Linked DNA regions of Sus scrofa: region 1 is linked to region 2. Evidence: chromatin contacts called from public HiChIP or PLAC-seq data. All regions are on one chromosome and are shown on one strand. The core of a region is the stretch at or near the end of the contact, and the rest is flanking DNA. Distances in the headings are between cores, read along the strand shown.

Evidence for each region. HiChIP or PLAC-seq counts read pairs in DNA pulled down with a chosen protein or histone mark.
Region 1: an H3K27ac HiChIP or PLAC-seq map of skeletal muscle shows a contact between it and region 2. The contact joins the enhancer-like site here to the promoter of CENPF in region 2. A contact is called at or near these places in 1 of 5 promoter capture datasets (liver), 13 of 47 Hi-C or Micro-C datasets (embryonic fibroblasts, epiblast stem cells, heart right ventricle and 7 more) and 1 of 2 datasets of contacts at active chromatin or transcription factors (skeletal muscle).

What each region holds. Positions count from the first base shown.
Region 1 is chr9:129,222,245-129,228,548 of Sscrofa11.1, forward strand. PTPN14 (tyrosine-protein phosphatase non-receptor type 14) reads left to right here. Exons shown (of 21, transcript XM_003130398.6): 17 at 1,010-1,228; 18 at 4,969-5,097. Among named protein-coding and RNA genes, the nearest start is that of SMYD2, 91 kb to the right of the region's middle. Within about 2 kb of position 2,982, at least 4 of the 83 cell types and tissues checked have an H3K27ac peak or open chromatin away from gene starts, as enhancers often do. A contact at or near this core is called in skeletal muscle, where this site is marked.
Region 2 is chr9:129,010,093-129,017,008 of Sscrofa11.1, forward strand. It overlaps CENPF (centromere protein F), which reads right to left and starts at 2,149. Exons shown (of 22, transcript XM_003130395.6): 1 at 1,993-2,149.

The DNA of each region.
Region 1 (6,304 bases), core at 1,732-4,231, 210 kb after region 2:
GAGTGAGACCTGGTCTGTGCTGCACAAAATTGATCCTTTCCAACATCTCATGGGGTTTTGGTCAGGTTGGGTCAATGACACCACCTGAAGAGCCCTGCCCCTAACGAGCTGTGTGGCCTTGGTCCAGTCACTCAATTTCTCTGGGCCTCTTTCTTTTTCTCACAAAACTATTGCTGTAGCTCTCCATTGCTATGCTCTCTGGGCGGGGGCGGGGGGACACATACCCTTTATTGGGGTGATTCTTTTTGATTATTTTGCACACGCATTTATAGGATTCTTTTATGGCCCTTTACGTGGCTATAACATATGGCTGATGTATAATTGTTAGGGTAATGCACTGTGAGAACTTGGGTTTTGGAAAGCAAACAGAGGTTGCATGGTAGTCTTCCTTCAGAGGAAGAAACGTGTTCCTTTAGCTCTTGAAATTGCTGTCAGGTTAAGAAACAGGTTGCGAACAAGATGAGGTTGTCAGTTTTTGCCAGCATATATGAAGTATCAGAATGCTCTCAGAGCCAGAAGGGTCTTTAAGAGGAATCGTTTCCTCCGATTAATACCGTGTTATTGTAATCACTCACTTGGCCTGGGGAGTGGGGAGAGGGGGCATCTAATCCTTAGACCTAGAGAACCGTGGGCCAGTGTATCTTAAAATACAGTGAAAATAGTTATGTCAGTGGCGAAAAGGATGTTTGGATAATGATTCACCGTCTCCTTATCACTGGACCTTTAAACAGAGATGCTCATTTAAAAAAAAACACTGATTTTGAGCTTTAGCTCTTGCCTGGTCTTGCAGATGTGTTCTGTTTAAGGGATGACGGAGAAGGTGGTTGCTGTTGGACCAGAGAAACTAGCCCTGTGGTGAACAGTGAGCCCAAATGGTCAAGCCTTCGTTGTACATCCTGAAACTCCTTAACACACACTTTCCTTGGCAATATTTTAGGGAATCTGGGGGGTTTCGTCCGAGGCTTGGGCTAAGGCCATTCGGAGAGCTGAAGACCAGTTTCTGTTGCAGTTCAGAACCCTGAAGAAGAAGCTGGACGAGGGGATGGTGTTCACAGAGTACGAGCAAATTCCCAAGAAAAAGGCCAACGGCGTTTTCAGCACCGCGGCTCTACCGGAAAACGCGGAGCGCAGCCGAATCCGCGAGGTCGTCCCCTACGAGGAGAACCGCGTGGAACTAATACCAACCAAAGAGAACAGCACAGGCTACATCAACGCCTCCCACATCAAGGTGAGGAGGCGGGCCTGTTGGCCAGGCTGGTTACGGATGGCCCGGCTGACGCGTAAAATGCAGGGAGGAGAAAAGCCTACCGCCCGCCCCTGTGCATCCCGGCTTGTCCCCAAATCCCAAGGGAGGGTCCTGTGCTTTTCTTAGTCAGTGGCAAGGCCGTGCCGCTCCTGCAGAGAGGAAGAAGCCTGGTGGCCTTGGGAAGACATCAGGTCAGCCATTTCTGCAGCTTGCTTGCTTACAGAGGATTTAACTTTTTTTCTCTCTGTGCATGGTAACTGTCCCTAAAACTCACAGGTAGGAGTTCCTGTCGTGGCGCGGTGGTCAACAAATCTGACTAGGAACCATGGGGTTGTGGGTTTGATCAGTGGGTTCAGGATCCGGCGTTGCCGTGAGCTGTGGTGTAGGTTGCAGACGCGGCTTGGATCCCAAGTTGTTGTGGCTCTGGCGTAGGCCGGGGGCTACAGCTCTGATTCGACCCCTAGCCTGGGAACCTCCATATGCCGCGGAAGCGGCCCAAGAAAATGGCAAAAAGACAAAAAACAAAACAACTCGCAAGTAAAGCTGAGGCTTGTCCCTCTCGGTTTGTAATTTGCAGACAGTGGAGGCCTTGGAAGTCACAGGCATTGTATTTCTGTCACTGGCATTTTGGGGATGTTCTAAGCCACAGAAACGTAACCATTTCTCCCTTGTAATGTTACCAGTTGGGCATTTTACAGCTCAAGTCCCAAATTTGCATGACATTTAGAAGCGCAGGCTAATGTAAACATAGACCATAAAGGTGCAGCTGCTAATGAATCATGCAAGATTTGCCTCAGTATTCAGTGCACTGGGGTCATTATACTTTTGTTACTATTTCAGACACCCTAAAACTTCCTGTCTCGGTCTTTCCTAGACGATCAGTCGTCAGCTTAGCTTCCCTTCAGGTAGAATTTAGGGTTGTGGATACATTGTACATGCAGGGGTCTCCTAAATGGCTTACCTTCCTCAGGGCCCCTAATAGCAGAACAGCTTTGTTGGGAATGTCACCAGATGCTCTGACCTCTGAAGAAGAGGAATTATTCATATATTAAGGTGCAAGCAGTTGTTACAGGATTTTTTTCAACAATACAATGTTGATATCGGTAGTCTGTTAGGATCCGTAACCTTAGAATCCTACCTCTGGCCTCACCCAGCATCAGTTCCTTCCTTCTTTGGACTTTTCAACTGTAGCTGACTTACAGGTAGGTTCCTTTGAGCCTCTAAAATACAGCCAGGTGTCTGGCTTGTGTGATCACTTCTCACAGATTTGGTGCAGAATATGGAAAATGTACCATGGTTGGGTGTATGGTTTTTGTTCACAGAGCCTACAGAACCACATTTATTTTTTTAAGCATCAGAAAGTCCCGTCGGAAGGAGCAGGATGGCACCACTGTCACGAGTCATGATGTGTGTTTTTCTCTTATATCTGAGAATGAGAACTAAAACAATAAAAACTGAGCCCCAGGAAACTTCGAAGGACACTGACCGTGGTGCGTTTCCTGGGCTTAGTTTAGATGACGAAACAAGGACCAAAATAATGTCTTCCAACGAAGAGGCAGATCACACAGCTGCTTCTTGCTGGAGTGTCTGCAGAAATCTTCCACAGCTATAAATATACGATCTTCTTCCTTTGGCCAAATCGCCGCCCCCATTTTCCATCTGCTCTCTGGAAAAAGCTGTCACTCCGTGTGCGCGGTACCCACGGGTGTGTTAGCAGACATGTCCCTTCCTCCACATTCGCCAGCGTCCGCATTTCATCCTGTGGATCCGGATTAGACAGGAGTGCATTTAATAGACCCAGAGAGCTTGCAAGAACTTGTCCTCGTGTTTTTGGAATAGGGCTGTATATCTCGCCAATGTTTTCTCCCTGGGTTCCAAGCAGCCGTTAACACAGAACAGAGATTTATTTGCTCCAGAGGTAGAATCACATCTGCGAAATCTACCTCGGTAGCATTGGCAGTGGTGTTTTTAATGCCGTTTTTAATACCCTCCTGTCAATACTTGGAATATGCTGAAAAGCCCCAGGCAGCAGCATGCTCTGGAAGTATTTATGGTTCCTATATGTTGGGTGCCAGGGAGGCGAATGTTTAAAATCACAATTCCACAGATAAGCCAAACTCCTAGCCAGCCAACAAATATGTGAATGTTATCTCCCACCAGTACTTGGAAAATGGGTTTCGCTTGCCAGCTTTGACCTAAACATGTCTTGTGTAATGAGACAATAACTGACATTGTTTTTGTTCAAATCAAGTTAGTATATTGTTTCATAAAATAAATGAGGGGAAAAGTTCCGACCAGCGATCACTCCATTACCCCTAGAACTGTCTAGAGTAAGGGAGCCTGCTTGGCAATGTCCAGGCACAAGAACGAGGGAAACCTGGAAAGGTCCCTCCAAGGGCCACCTTGTCATCCTGATCGCACGACCTTCAGCATGTGGGGCACAACTTATCAGGGAGTCTCTGCTGTGGCTATTTATAGCTACAGAGTTATCCTCCCAGGATCACCCTGAGCTGCACGGGGTAATGATTTCATCCAAAATCCTCTTAGGACGCCAGAGTTCCCCTGGACGCTGTGGGGCTGCACGGGGGGAAGGTAATGATAAAATAGCATAGACCATCGGCTTGCGTGCCTTCATCGTGCCTCTCCTGGACGTGGCACTCACAGAGTGGCAGGTACAGCAGAGATTTATGACACACACATATCAGGGCAGTGATAGAAAGACATTACTCCCAAAGGGGTGTTATTCCATAGTAGACGTTTTAAAGGATGCCATGGCGTATCGTTTCTCAAACTGTGAACCACACTGTGGTTGTTGGGTGTGAAATCAATTTAGCCGTCAGGAGCAGTTTGGGTTTTGCCGTCTTTTGTTTTGTTTGTTATTCATTCATTCATTTATTTATTTATATTTTTTGTCTTTTGTCTTTTTAGGGCCACACCCGCAGCATATGGAGGTTCCCAGGCTATGGGGTCTAATCGGAGCTATGGCTGCCGGCCTACGCCAGAGCCACAGCAACGCGGGATCCGAGCCACGTCTGCAACCTACACCACAGCTCACGGCAACGCCGGATCCTTAACCCCCTGAGCAAGACCAGGGATTGAACCCGCAACCTCATGGTTGCTAATCGATTCATTTCCGCTGTGCCACAATGGGAACTCCTGTTTTGTTTTTAATGGAATAGACTAGAAAAAAGAGAAAAGAATGGCAGTTATCAGTACATTGCACATTGGAAACATAACTTACTTCTGTAACAAATTGTTAGGTTGTACACACATATATGCATGTAATATTGTGTATGTAGGTGTGTGTGTGTGTGTGTGTGTGTGTTGTTGTTGTTGTTGTTTTTTGGGCCAGTGGCTTGATGTGGGATCTCAGTTCCCAGACCAGGGATTGAACCTGGGCCTTAGAGGTGAAATCCCTGAATCCTAACCATTACACCACCAGGCAACTCCCACATATATATGTTTTTTGGTGTGCGCTCGTTTGCACATAATTACTGTGGGTTTCAGACCAAAAATGATGAGATATATTTTAATAAACTTAAGTGGCAAAAAGTATAAGAATGTGTCACTAGCCATCATGGTCTCAGGTTTCTTAGTGATAACACATTTGGTCTAAAAAAATACTATCTGAGGTTTTTAGGTGGATGCAAAAGGACCCAGGGTCAGCAAGTAAGTCTGTCCTGGATTTGGGGTTATTCACCAGTGCTTTCCTTGGTTTCCAGGTGGTGGTTGGTGGGGCAGAATGGCACTACATCGCCACTCAGGGGCCCCTGCCACACACATGCCATGACTTCTGGCAGATGGTGTGGGAACAGGGAGCCAACGTGATCGCCATGGTCACCGCGGAGGAGGTAAGGGGAATGGCCGCACAGCCATCTGTCCCTTGGGGGGGGGGGGCAAAAGATGGGCTTTGTGTCAGCGGCTTTGCTGTCCCCTCCTTCCTGCCCCACCTTTTCTCTGCAAACCCTCTTCTCTCTGATCTGCCTCTTTTTTCATTCCTTCCTTCCATATAGCTTTGTTTTTTTCTCCAAAGGTAATTGATTGTTGTGTCCCATTTTCATCCAGCTTTTAAGGCTTATCCTTAGATCACCATGAGCTAAAATCAAACAAGTAAACAAACACACAAAAACGAACCAGCTATCAGTTCAGCCAGCTCACTTGTATATGCCAAACAAAGCACTGATCTTTGCACTGGAGTTCGAGAACTTTGGGCGGCTCTGGATAATCCGGCATGTATGCCCAGGCACGGCCAGCTCACATGCCATCCTGCTTATCAGCTGAAAAGAGACCAGAAGTGGTTGTTCCTGTAGAAGCCTCTATTCTCTGGGGAGAGGAGGGAAAAAAATCTTTTTCTTCCTTTGCCAAGTCAAACATAAATTTTCGCTGGTAACTAGAGAACTCTCTGTGGTGTTACAAAAACTGGCATATACAACCAGTCATCCTAGCAGTTTGCTTGGAGTTTGCTGTCTTTAGGAGAAGTTTTGTGTTTCTTCTCTTGTCAGGTTTTTTTTTTTTTTTTTTTTTTTTTTTAGATTTTAACCACTTCCTTTTGTTTCTTTCATTAAATTTTATTTTCTTTTATGGCTGCACCTGTGGCATATGGAAATTCCCAGGCCAGGGGTCATATTAGAGCTACATCTGTGACCTACGCTGCAGCTTGTGGCAATGCCAGATCCTGAGTGAGCCCAGGGATCAAACCCACCTCCTCATGGGCACTGTGTCAGGTTCTTAACCCACTGAGCCACAACAGGAACTCCTTTCATTAAATTTTAACCTATGTTTTAAAGTCATTTAAGGGACAAGCTTCATCCTTCTTTTAAACCATACTGATAGTATTGCATACCTGTTTCCTAACAATTTTTAAAGGGTAGGGAATAGAAAGAAGTGAAAAAAAGTAATCTTCCTTTTATGGACTATTCTGAACAGGTGCTTTCCAGAACAACCCATTAGAAGGTAGTGGTGAGAGGACTTGGGCTCTATAAAGCCCATTATACTTCTCTAGGCTGATTTTCTATCCCACCTTCCCACAGAGAGTAAATGCTGCTTAAAAATCCTAGT
Region 2 (6,916 bases), core at 899-3,398:
TGCAGCAAAATCATTCTCCAGACAGACCTTGCCCAGGAATCAGGTATACAGCCTTAGCGATTCAAATTCCTGCTCAGCAACCTGCAAGATGTGGGACCTTAGGCATGTATTTAACTGCTTAGGGCCTTGGTTTCCTCATTTGTAAAATGGGAATAATAGTAGTGGCAACTCTTTAAAGCTTTAGAACAGTATCTCCTGAGAAGCCTTCTGTACATGTTAGTGACTATATTAGTCCTTGAAGACATTTTTCCATTTGTATATTTCTGCCTATGGTACCAAGATGTAAATGACCTACCTCTTTCTCAGACATATCTTAGAAAATTTAAATCAGCTGGGAGACAAGTATGGCAATTATTCTTTATTCAGTAACCTTTATAACGTCAATGAAAGAAAAAGCATTCATTTTCCAGTTATTTTGGCAACAGAGTCCGTTTTTTGCTAAATGAAACGATCCACAACTGTTTTCGTGTTTTGTTTCAATTGAATTTATCAATGAAATTTTTTATCAGAACAGCTAGTAAGTAGTTGATGAAAGAATATTAAAAAACTATTTTCAGAAACCGAAAGAAGAGCGAGGGTCTCAGAAAACAAAATTTAGATTCAAGCCTTGGAAAGCGGTTTTCTCTGGCATTCACCGCCCCCCACCCTCAGTTCTTTGCACACAGCATCTTAAACTCTGCAGCCATTTACCCAAAAACTACTGAAAGGAACCTCGTGCCTCTCCACCAGCAAAAGACAATTTACACTGCCCCATAGGCTACTCCTTCCACTCCAAACTAACTTGCTCATTCAGGAGCTCAGGGGTGAGAGCACCATACCTCAGAGGCACAGGACTGTAACTCCAAAGCAATTCTGCCAGCCACTGAAATCGTTACATCGAGACGCCATAATGAACAAAATATTAAAAAGAGCAATTTTAAAAGATAGAGGTGGAAGTAAGCAGAGGGAAGACTGACAATTTAAATGCTTTTCTGATTCAAGGTCCAAGAGACAGGAACAAATAAATGGTTAAAGTGCTCACCAGACCCAAGCTCATTTCGATTCGAGGGGACTTGGACAGGTACCAACCATCAACAATCTATGTGGAGCCACCGACACAAAAAGGACAAAAAAATGTAAACCTCCAAGTAAGAAGGTAGGGGGCGGGGTCGATGGAGAATCCTGGATGTCAAGGTTCTTGCAAAAAGTATCGGCAGGACCAGCCTCCTTCTAGAAAATGTTCTCTCTTTTTGTCTCAACTACGTGGAAGACATTCTCCATGGCCGAGTCACTCAAGCCCGAAAAGCGCCCAAGGTTGCGCTTTTGTGACCGTGTGACGCACCCACGCCCAGTACGGCAGGCCCGTTTCACGCTTTCCCTTTATCAGAATCCCCCATCTCCACCAAGAAACCAGAATCCCCGCCTACAGGGCCCACTGCGGGCCCGGGAATGAAAACTCTCCCCATCCTCTAGCAAGGTTCGAGGACAGGACACTTATTCCTCGGTCTTCATCCCATAGCGGAGCCAGGTACACAGACGCATCCGAAGAAATGTGAAAGGCAAAAAGAGAAATGTTCTCGCAACAACAATAGGCACATCGGGCCGCCGCCCAGATCAAGACCCGTGTGCACCTTCTCCGTGCAACAAAGGACAGTCCAAATTACAAGTAGGAGCCACTTGTTTCCGGATCCGAAAGGCTGCCAGTAAAATACCTGCTGATCTCCCAGTCTTCCGCGTTACAGAGGAGGAAACTGATTCCCCAAAGGGCGAGGCCGTGACCGAGCAGGGTCTCTGGACCCTAGTGCTAGCCGACTTTTACCGGGAGCAGAGGGAGCAGAGGGAGCAGAGGGGCCGATGCTCCAGCGGGGTCAGGTGGGAGGAGACGGCGGCCCTCCGCACCTTCAGTGCGCAGAGCGGGATCTCACAGGCACCCCGGTCCCAGGAACCCCCGGCGCAAAGCCAGCGGCTCCATCATGCCCGCCGCCAGAGCCGGGACCCAAGCCGGACGCTCACCTTGCTGGCGAGGAAGGGAAGACAACCCTTCAGAGAGTCAGATCCAGGTACAGCCTCCGCGGGTTTGGAGCCCACAATCCAATTCAAACTGCCCGCGACCGCCACCGGTTTTCGATTCGCCCTCTTCCGGCCGCGACCAAACTCGCCTCCAAGCCTATTGGGCACTGTCAGCAGCTGCGAGCCAATCCGCTTCCGCACACTCGGACTGCCGCCTTTGATTGGCCCTTTCGGATAGATTTAAAAATCAAGCCACACCAGGAGAAAGGCCAGTACCGAGCTACTAGGTTTTTTGTTGTTGTGGGAAGTCAGGGACCACGTGCTTGAGCTGAGGCTGGTAGACCAAAAGAAGCTCTATTTCCGCAGCAGCCAGGGACTGGGCAGACTGATTAGGAGGGTGTGGTCTATCGGCTGCAGCCAGCGGGAGTGTGCTCTCTGGCGAAAACCCTTAATACTGCGCACACGTATCTACTACTAAACACATAATTGAGGAGGGCATAGATACTAGGTACTATGTTGCCATGCATTCTTCATCCAGTGTCATTCTTAAGAATTCTTTAAGGAAAGTATTCTCATTTCTATTTAAAAGTTAGCAGGCTCATAAAAAAAGCATTTAAAATTGAATCTAGGACATGCAGGATTTCACTCTTAACTGCTGTTCTCTGTTGATCGTATTCTAGAAAATGTGATTCTGTGCGTTTGTGAGCTGGAATTCCAGGGCAGAACATGTAGCCAGAGAAATTGTCAAGAAAGTGTATAATCGCTCCTTTTTTATGAAGCTCACTGGTATTGTGTTATTTATGTACTCGTTTTATTTCCCTAAACTAAAAATAAGCATCTAAGGCCTGGAGCAAAACAATGAATTGTTAAATTAATATAACTGTGATGCTGTTGTCCTCCTCAATAGATTCCAATCTTTCATTAGACTGTCCCTGCAGCCTCTTGCCTTTCACTGAAATTCTGCTAGTCTTTCATTACCCAATTCAAACCCCACTTTCTTCTTAAAACTTGGCTATTCCCACCTAGTCCTTAGAAATAATAATTTATAGGTCTTTACTAGAACTTAGTTTATGCTTCACTTTTAGGATTTTTACCATATCTTTTAGCTAAACATACAGATATTGATGTCTATGTTTGCGTCTGGCTCCCTCCTTCAGACTCAAAAATTCCTGTAAGTTTTTTTTTTTTTTTTTTTTTTTTTTTTGTCTTTTTGCCATTTCTTGGGCCTCTCCCCGGCATATGGAGGTTCCCAGGCTAGAGGTCTAATCGGAGCAGTAGCCGCCAGCCTACGCCAGAGCCACAGCAACACAGGATCCGAGCCGCGTCTGCAACCTAAGCCACAGCTCATGGCAATGCCAGATCCTTAACCCACTGAGCAAGGGCAGGGATCGAACCCGCAACCTCATGGTTCCTAGTCGGATTCGTTAACTACTGCGCCACGACGGGAACTCCAAGATTTTTTTTTTTTAATTCATCTTTGCATCCCTAATTAGTCCCTGGTAACTCTGCACATAGTAACTTAAACATAAACCATCTCGGGGAGTAAAACTGCCAGCTGGGGAAGGGACTTGTTCTCTACTACCCTTGGAAGCCCCAAGGAGAGAGGAGAGCACAGGTAGGGGAGAACTTTTATCAGACACTGCCTTATCAGCTAGTCTCTGACTTCAACACCAATTACCATTCCATTGCTTCCCAGGGTAACTTTTCAACTATTAGCTGCCTAAAGACAATAGAACCTGAAAGACATATAATAGAGGATTTTCAAGGTCTGAATGAAAAATTTGCCTTCACTCTTCTTTCATTCATTACTTAGCAGGTATCTGTTAATGACCACTGTATAGCCAAGCCTTGTGCTACACTCTTCTATAATAAATAAGAAAGAAATGCATTCACTTCTCAAACAAGGGCATTATGTGGTGCAGATTATTGTAGCAATTTCAGTGATATTTCTATGACTTCAATGTTATGGTTCCCTTCCCCTACCTCTATTTTTCCCGTTTGTTTATTTTAGGGGGAGAACTGGGTGAAAGCTAACCAATCAAATGTAGATGTTTTTAGAGGGTCTGTTTTCAGCTCCTAGCCTTTCTTTTTAAAATCTGTTTCCTCACTGAGCCAGTCTACTCTCTGGACTATTCATCCACCATCTGGACTTTCTATCTATGCATCAGCGCTCTTGAGTCTTTCTAAGTTTTCCTCTCCAGCTTAGATGCAGGGCCAGTCACACTTTTTAAAGGTTATACTCCATTGAGGGTTATTATAAAGTATTGGCTGTGTTTCCTGTGCTGTATAAGATATCCTTGTAGCTTATTTATTTTATGCATAGTGGCTTTTACCTCTTTTTTTTCCTCTCACTGTCTCTTTTTTTTTTTTCTTTTTGTGGTTGCACCTGTGGCATATGGAAGTTCCCAGGCTAGGGGTCAGATCAGAGCTGCACCTGAGGCCTACGCCACAGCCACAGCAACACGGGATCCTTAACCCACTGAGCAAGGCCAGGGATCAAACCCCCCATCCTTACAGAAACAACATCATGTCTTAATGCACTAAGGACACAATGGGAACTCCTGGTTTGTACCTCTTAATGCCCTACCCTACCTGTCCCTCCCCGCTCCCTTGATCCACTAATTTTTCTCTATATCTGTGAGTCTGTTTCTTTTGGGTTAAATTCATTAGTTTATTTTAATTTTTAGATTCCACATGTAAGTGATATCATACAATATTTGTCTTTTGCTGTCTGATTTATTTCACGAAGCCTAATACCCTCCAAAAATATATATCTCACATCTTCTTTGTCCATTCATTTTGGATGGACCTTAGTTTGCTTCCATATCTTGGGTATTGTCAATAATGCTACTTTGAACATTGGGGAGCATACATCTTTTCAAATTCGTGTTTTTGTTTTCTTTGGATGTATACATAGGAGTGGAATTAGTGGATAATATGGTAATTCTACTTTTAGTTTTTTAAGGAACTTCTGTACACTTTTTCCACCAAGGCTGCACCAAACTGCATTCCCACCAGTGGTATAAAGGGATCCCTTTCCTCTACATCCTCACCAACTTTTATTATTTGTGGTCTTTTTAATGATAGTCATTCTGGCAAGTGTGAGGTTATAGCTCATTGTGGTTTCGATCTGCAATACTCTGACGATTAACTATGTTAAGCATCTTTTTATGTACCTTTTGGCCATCTGCATGTCTTCTTTGGAAAAATGTCTATTCAGGTCTTTTGCCAATTTTAATCAAGTTGTTTGTTTTTTGATGTGGTGTTATATGACTCTCTACATATTTTGGATATTTATCCCTTATTGGTCACATCATTTGCAAGTATTTTCTCCCACTCATTAGTAGTTTGTCTTTCTTTTTTTGTCTTTGTTTGTTTGTTTGTTTTGCTTTTTTAGGGCCGCACCCATGGCAAATGGAAGTTCCCAGCTAGGAGGCGAATCAGAGCTACACCTTCTGGCCTACACCACAGCCACCCAATGCTGGATCTTTACCCACTGAGCGGAGGCCAGGGATTGAACCTGTGTTCTCATGGGTACTAGCCAGATTCATGTCTGCCGTGCCACCATGGAACTCCCCAGGCTGTCTTTTCATTTTGTTTTTAGTTTCCTTTGCTGTATAAAAGCTTTTAAGTTTAATTAGGTCCAATTTATTAATTTTTGCTTTGTCTTAGGAAACAGGACAAAAAATACCTATTTAGCTATGATTTATGTCAAAGAGTGTTCTGCCTGTTTTCTTCGAGGAATTTTATGTTTTCTGGTATTACATTTGAGTCTCTAATCCACTTGAGTGTATTTTCATATATAGTGTTAGAGTATAGTTTCATTCTTTCACATGAAGCTTTCCAGTTTTCACACCACCACTTACTGAAGAGACTGTCTTTTCTCCATTGAGCAAGGCAGGGATCAAACCTTCATCCTCATGGAGTCTAGTCAAGTTCTTAACCCGATGAACCACAGTGGGACCTCCGTTTTTTTTATTAATGTTTCAGCTGTATGAATACTAAAAGCACTTTACAATTATCCATATATCTAACTATGAGATTGTCTCTCCCACTACATTGTTGGTTCCATGAGAAAGCAACCCTGTCTGAGTGGTGGGAGCCATGGTATAAAATTACTGGGACATTACTGGAACAAATGGTAAGTGTATTTTTTTTTAATAATGATTTTTATTTTTTCTATTATACAGGGTTCTGTCAATGAGTGTATGTTTTTGATTTGATTTGATTTGGAACCAGTTGTTGACATTTTTCCATCTCTCTTTTTTTTTTTTTTTGGCCAAGCCCAGGGCATGAGGAAGTTCCCAGGTCAGGGTGCAGTGCCCCAAGCCGCAGCAGTGTCAACGCCAAATCCTTAATCACTAGGCCACCAGGGAACTCCCCATCTTCTTATTTGCAACACTTGTATGTTTATATGGTTTAAATGCTTTTTTGTAAGCACTGCGTGAATTTATTTTGTTTTTGTCCATTATGAAAATCTAGATCTTATAAAAAATTATTGCGCTATGAACTATATAAAGTACACTTATTTTAGGTGGATAGTGTGATGAATTTTGAAAAATACATACATCTCTCTTAGCAACACCCAAACCGGAAAACATTTCTTCATACCCAAAGGTTTTCTTGTGCCCCTTCCCTCTTATTCACACTAAAAACTCTCAGGCACAGGCAACCACTGAACTGTTGTCTGTCACTATACATTAAATTTGTGTTTTTCTAGAGTTTCATGCAACTGAAATTACATAGCATGTACTCATTCGTGCCCAGCTTCCTTTGCACAGAATAATGCATTTGAGCCTTATCCTTGCTGTTCTACATGCTTGTGTTTATTCTTTATTAGTAATATTTCTTTGCATGGATATATAATTGGCTTATCCATTTATCTGGCCTTTTTGTTTTGTTTTATTTAAGCATAGTTGATTTACAA